2 separate regions of the Zea mays genome follow, and region 2 is linked to region 1. The links are chromatin contacts, called in public Hi-C maps. All regions are on one chromosome and are shown on one strand. Each heading gives the region's core, a stretch centred on a gene start, on an enhancer-like site or on the middle of the called end of the contact. The rest is flanking DNA. Distances are from core to core; before and after follow the strand shown.

What was found. A called contact is a pair of places that touch in the nucleus more often than the background predicts.
Region 2: a contact with region 1 is called in a Hi-C map of leaf, with 3 times the contacts expected there. The contact joins the promoter of LOC100193618 here to the enhancer-like site in region 1. A contact is called at or near these places in 4 of 25 Hi-C or Micro-C datasets (bundle sheath and leaf).

The regions. Positions count from the first base shown.
Region 1 is chr5:48,159,055-48,162,245 of Zm-B73-REFERENCE-NAM-5.0, reverse strand. No RefSeq gene overlaps it. Among protein-coding and RNA genes, the nearest start is that of TRNAT-GGU, 12 kb to the left of the region's middle. Within about 2 kb of position 1,620, at least 2 of the 20 cell types and tissues checked have an H3K27ac peak or open chromatin away from gene starts, as enhancers often do. A contact at or near this core is called in leaf, where this site is marked.
Region 2 is chr5:48,195,641-48,198,831 of Zm-B73-REFERENCE-NAM-5.0, reverse strand. LOC100193618 (Remorin family protein) reads left to right here and starts at 1,618. Exons shown (of 6, transcript NM_001138719.1): 1 at 1,618-1,697; 2 at 1,830-1,906; 3 at 1,996-2,280; 4 at 2,386-2,764; 5 at 2,860-2,944; 6 at 3,031-3,191. The coding sequence starts at 1,672. It overlaps LOC103626311 (glutamate receptor 3.5), which reads right to left and starts at 1,209. Exons shown (of 6, transcript XM_008646703.4): 1 at 501-1,209. The coding sequence starts at 771.

The DNA of each region.
Region 1 (3,191 bases), core at 371-2,870:
AATTCAAATTTGACTTGAAGACTGTACACATGTTTTATGCACCAATAAAAGTACCAAGTTAAAAAGGGGTAGATTTATGTATATTTTTATTTATATTTTCCTTTTTCCATTTCCATTTTCAAATCCCAAATTTCAATTTAGGGTTCCAATTCAATTTTCTTATTAGTATATTTTGATTAATAGTGTTGCTATTATTATTATATGCACAACAAACAAGACTCCAATATGATGCACATGTTGTTTAGTTGACATTAGTCATTTAATCCCTTTAAATATGGTTGTTCACATGCATAGTTAAATTGAAACAAAGCAAATAAGAGAATTATCTCCATTACCATGGTTTACAAATTTGGGTATTACAAATCCTACCCCCTTTACAAAAATCTCGTCCTCGAGATTTGTAAGAAAATGGATACAGAAGGATTGGTTTGTAATTCAAGTTTTAGTCTATAATTGATTCAGAAATCCAGTCTCAATTTTTTTTATAGTCAATAGTGGGTGATTAGGAGAGTATAGATATCCAATTACTATTTATGTGGGATATAAGTTGGACAGGTTGAGGTAAGGAAGATTATGGCAAGGAAAAGAATTCATCTGATATGTGGTCGTTCATGGCCACGGTGTCGTGGATCTAGAGCTTTGAGTTACGTTCCTCCAATCCTCCCTCGCTCCAAGTTGAACGAAAGCCTCTTCTTTGTGCAAGTGTACCTAGACACCTGATATCCTTGAGTTTAAATGCACCAATGTCGAAGTACCTCTTGTGATGAAAGGTGTTGACTGGACAATGGATTTATGCTTCGACTTGGAGCACTCATGGAGTGTCAAATTTTATGTGCGATTCTCATCAACATCAATGTCTCCTACTCTTGAACCACGTTCATTTGCTCCTTCTTGGTCTTGGGCCAGGGCCATTATTCACGAGCCTAATGCCCAATTTTCCCACACTTCATGCATTGGTCATTATCGATCTTGGTTCCTCCTCCTGCCCAGATGAAGAAGATGATGTGTTCGAGTTACCTCTGTGTCCTCTCGTATGGCTGCTTCTACCATCATGACAGCTAGAGCCACCATGTGTGCTGTCACTCGCATGCATGCTTCTATGAGGTAGAGCTTGTCGTTGTGATGGACCGATATCGATGGCGGCTATAGCTCCTCCTCCATGGCGTACAACTGCACTGTCGCCTCTGCTAATGTGAGTATTGACATATCGAGTAGTGTCTGAATCGCCACCACAATCTTCTTGACCCTTTCTGACTCACTAGACAGAAAATTCCCCACCACTGTGGCCTTGTCCACCTCCGCATCGTGAGTCACCAATTGTGCCACTATACCACCCAAACACATCGAGTAATCCTTGACACTTTGATCCTCGCGTCATATTGCCTTCCTGACATAGTCATCCTTGACCCGCATGGTCGTGATCACGTCCCAAGCCTCCTTGGATGTGTCACCTTGTTGGCAATGGACAACATCATCTCCGTTGAGACAACAGTCGCCATCACGTATAGCGCCACCATATCCTCATGTAGATGTTGCCACCTGGATCGATTACTGCCTTGAGCGCTCGGGCCTTGAGCCTCAGCATCATCAATGATGCCAAGTCGGTGTAGTTGTTCCTATTAAGGATGTGATAGTTGGTTCAACACCAACCTCATGAACCACTCGCTGCACAACCACACCTCCACCTGAGCTGTCCGCATCATGGTCTCTTAGTGATGGACCACGTCCGTCCATCAGGTCGTCGATGAACTCGCGTTTGTGATCCCAACAAAGACACTGCATCGTGATCTCTTTTCCCAGACTCTAATCGACTTTGATACCAGTTGTCAGAGTTCGCCAGAGTGTCGGCCACCGTCTTTTGGCAAGCACTCCATGATAAGCGAAAATGCACAACACACAAGATCAGTTGGAAGTAATGAACACTCGTTGAGTGTGTTGGCTTCTAAGCAAGGACCAATCCGTCGCTAGAACACCCGAACTGTCTCTTCCTCTCTACGAATACAATTAACTGAAAAATGAGGAAGACAGTGAGTACACGAGTCTTTTGGCGCAGCGTATTATGTCTGCTTCTCTGATTTCCATTCCTATTTATTTGACGCATTTATAGGTGGAGCTAAGTCCCTAGTTGCATGTATCCATGCTCCCTAAGCGGTTGTGCCATCCCACAGCCAAAATCGTGGCCACTATGCCCAGTTTTCTAGTTCCACCATTTGACTCTGCATGCAAGCAGAGACTACTCAACGCACTTCCGCAACGACCGCGCGAGAAGGCCACGACGTGCTGACCACTAACACAACTAACTTTAGACTCTAAAAAATCTAGACACCAGCGCTACAAATTATTCTTCTACAATCTCCCCCTAAATGTGTTGTGCTGGTTCAATACTGGTGACACCACTTCGTATCCGCAGTTCCTGAAGACGCTCGCGCGGAAGTGGCTTTGTGAGTATATTAGCTATCTGATCTTCGGTGCGGACGAAATCCGTCTCCAACGAGCCGTTGCTGACAGTCTCGAATGAAATGGAAGCGGATGTCGATGTGCTTGCTTCGATCATGAAGTACTGGGTTCTTGGCGAGGGCAAGCGCAGACTTGTTGTCGATGTAGAGGATTGGCGCGACGACCTTTGTGTTCAGCAAGTCTGAAAGCAGGCGTGACAGCCATACTCCTTGGCACGCCGCGGTGGCGCCAGCGATGTATTCTGCCTCACATAACGATAGCGCCACCACACGCTGCTTCTGGGACTGCCAGCTGACCGGGCTCTGGCCAAGGAAGAAGATTGCGCCAGAGGTGCTCTTCCTGTCATCACCGTCTCCGGCGTGATTGGCATCACTGTATCCGATCAACTCCAATGTTCCTTTCCCGCGGCGATAAACACACCCTTGGGTCTTTGTTCCGGCAATGTACCTCAGCAAATGTTTGACGGCGCTCCAGTGCTCAGTCGTGGGCTTCTCCATGAACCGACTTACATAGCCAACTGCAAACGCAATGTTAGGACGCGTGTGAACTAGGTACCTCAAACTCCCGACGATGCTGCGGTACAAAGTCTTGTCCACTGGTGGATTTGAGCTCGCCTTGCTCAGCTTGAGGCGTGGCTCCATCGGAGTGTTGCATGAGTTACATCCCGTAAGCCCTGCCTTCTCAATGATCTTGCGTGCGTAGGTACTCTGGCACAATGTAATGCCCCTTGCGCT
Region 2 (3,191 bases), core at 369-2,868, 37 kb before region 1:
TTCTTAACTCATATTATTTGAGAACAAGTCCCCAACAAATATCATATATAAATCACGTTTTAGAGAGTCCATAGATTCGTCTAGCTCAACCTTCAAAACTACCTTTGAGCTATCAGTTGTGTAAAGTCGAAGATATGATTGTAATCATTTGTTGCATTGTAGGGGATAAGGTGAAATGTAAAGTGTGCTTATTTAGATGAGTGATATATTTGTTCTTCTTGTTTTACATATTACCTTCGTTACTTAATGGTCATATTCATTTATCTTCTTTTATTGGTTGCTTATGATCTAAAGACACGATTTAGAAAAGCTCGAAAAAGTGGAGCTCAGTAGTCTAGTCGTTCATCTCTGAAAATATCTGTATTTTTGGGAGCATTTTACTTAGCACAACCGTCTCTAAAACATCTTTGGAAAAAAACTTTTGTGAAAGTTCTAATCCTTAATTGACACATGCATGAAAGAGAAAAAAGATAGACGAAGCGGACCGGAAAAGACCCAACCTTTGATGGTGCCGAGGAAGCCGCTGCAGTTGGTGTCCATAGACACCAAGTTGAGCTTGGTCCACGCGAGCACCTTGTCGTCCGCGTTAACGTCGTCGACGGCGAGCTCGATGGCGAGCTGCGCGGCGCGGCCAATCGTGGAGTCGTACGTGAAGAGGGCGCCCACGGCCACCTCGCTTGGCAGTGCCCCCGCCGCCGCCGCCGTCGGCGCGGCGGCCGCAGTGGCCAAGAGCGCAGCCACCACCACCAACTGAGCCACACCGCCCATCATTAATCCCCACCCAAGCGCTTGCCTTTGGCTAGTCTAGAGCACGATGGGCGCCGCCGCCGCCGCCGGGAGCACCAGAACCGCCAGTCGCATCGGTTAGTACGTTGCTTGGGAAGAAGAAAGCAGAGGAGGAATGAATGAGAGGCGCTGGTTTTGAGGTGCGCAAGGAATGAGGAGGGGTTAGCTAGCTAGAGAGAAGACGACGGCTATGGCCAGCGCCAGCCAACCGGTGAGGTGAGGATGACGTGGTAGCCTTGTCGTGACCGTTGTCAGGGGACGGCACAGTAGCCGTCGCCATCGGACGGCCGTGTTGAGGTGAGCCTGCGAACGAGCACTGTGTGTGGTTGAGTGGTTCTGCTTTTCTCTGTTGTTCGATCGCGCTGTTACTGTGCTAGCTGCCATCTGACCTGCACGTCAAGATCAGAGGAGCCTGAGCCTCCGATGGACGGGACCGGACGGCACGTCAAGCTTGCATTGAAGACCGTATCGGATGGATCGGAATGTGCGTGTGCACTGTGGTACTATGCAGCAGGAGTGATCAGTCAAGGTCACGCTCACGCATGATGTGGCTTAGCAAGACAAGGAAAGAATTTCTCCTAATCCATCGGCCGGGCAAGCAAAAGGTTGCCCTGGATTGAACGATTCTTTGAGATTTCAACTGGGCAAAGTGATTCTGATCCGCCCTGCCCCCGCCTCGTCTGCATTCCGTGCCTCCGAGACTAGCGCTTTCGTGTCGTGTATTTCAGCTCTTACTTACCTTGATACCCTCTCTAACCTCCTCCTCCTCCTCCTCAGATCCTCTCTATATAGCGTTCAAGTACAAAGCTTGCTTAAGCATTACACGTACGCAAAGATCGAGCTTTTAATTTGCTTTGTTCACGAATTGTTGTTTTTGCATGCACCATGGACGACGACCTGAAACATCTGAGGTAGTAAAAATTGCAAGAGGCCTTTGTCGCTTCATCCGGCTTGGTGTTCTGCCTCCAATCCTCCGGTCCATCTTGGTGCTCAAATTCATAACCATATATATGTGGCGTTTGCTTTGCTCTTCGCATGCACAGGGTCAGCTTCTCTGGGGTGAGGCAGGGCGGCGAGACAGTACCACTACCATCACAGCGAAGGACGAGTTCACGCAGAGGTGAAACTAAAATAAGCTTCCGCGACGGTTAAAAAACTGGCGAGGCAGGTGACTGATGTCTAATGCAGGCTCTCGCATTTCTGTTTTAGCGAGTGATGCGGCAGAGGAGTACGACGCGGCGTACGCGGCCACGGTGGCAGCAGTCGCCTACGCCATCGCCGCGCGAGAGGAGAGGCTGTCAGCGTCTCAAGAGAGCACGCCGTATGCTGCCGCGGACAGGCTTGCGCGTGGAAACAAGCAGTCCAGCAAGTCAGCACGCACAACCAAGAGAGGCGAGAGCCTGGAGAAGCCAAATTTCGAAGGCAGAAGGTCCTCTTCCTCGAGATGGTTCACTGGCAAAGAGCCCATAGACGATGACTACCAAGATGAACAGGGTACATACTATATATATATATATATCTAATAACTGGAATTTTGATTTCGAACTTTTCTTTTGCTTTCTGCTGGCATCATATGCATGGCCCGGGGTGAAATTTCAGCTAACGTGTCAGTGAAACGGCCACTAAGACCGGCTCAGAAGAAGCCAGCACCAGCAGAGGGTGCGGCCTCAGACGAAAGGCTCCCTGCTCTCGCTGATCCTGCACTACGCGTAAGGAAGGACTTCAGTTTCACCCGGAAACCGTCAGAGAAGAGAGGAAGTAGGCGATTCGAGCAAGATCAGGGGAACCAGACAACAGCGCCGCCGCCGCCGCCGCCAACGGCACGGCCATCGGACAAGGCGTCGAGCTCGTATTCGGCGGCCGGTAGTAGGGACAGCGGAGCTGCCACCACGTCCGGTGGACCAATGGCGTTCTCCAGCGAAAACGAAGCCATGGCAGATGCGTGGGAGAAGGAGAAGCTGGCGAGAATCAAGAGGAAGTAAGCGGCTGGTGATCAGTTTGATGATCGATGTACTTGTTTCGAGGCACGCAGATTATATTCAAATTTAATCTGCCACAAATTCCTGCCTGCAGGTACAACGAGACGATGCAGACGATTGCTGCATGGGAGGCCGAGAAGAAGGCCAATGCCAGGCGCCAAAAGCAGCTGAAAGATGAGGTTTGGTTCTGCTTGTTTTCAGAAGATTTGTCGGAACGACGACGACCTCGTTTCGTTTTCATTGATCTCCGGTCCTTCCTTTGTAGAGTGAGTCGGAGAGGAAGCGTGCCAAGGCGCTGGAGGAGTACACCGAGGAGATGTCGAGGATCAACAAGGTGGCCGCTGCGTCGAGGCTGACGGCGGAGGAGAAGAAGAGGAGTGCCGAGAGGAAGGCCAGGGACAAGGCGCACACAATAAGGTCCACGGG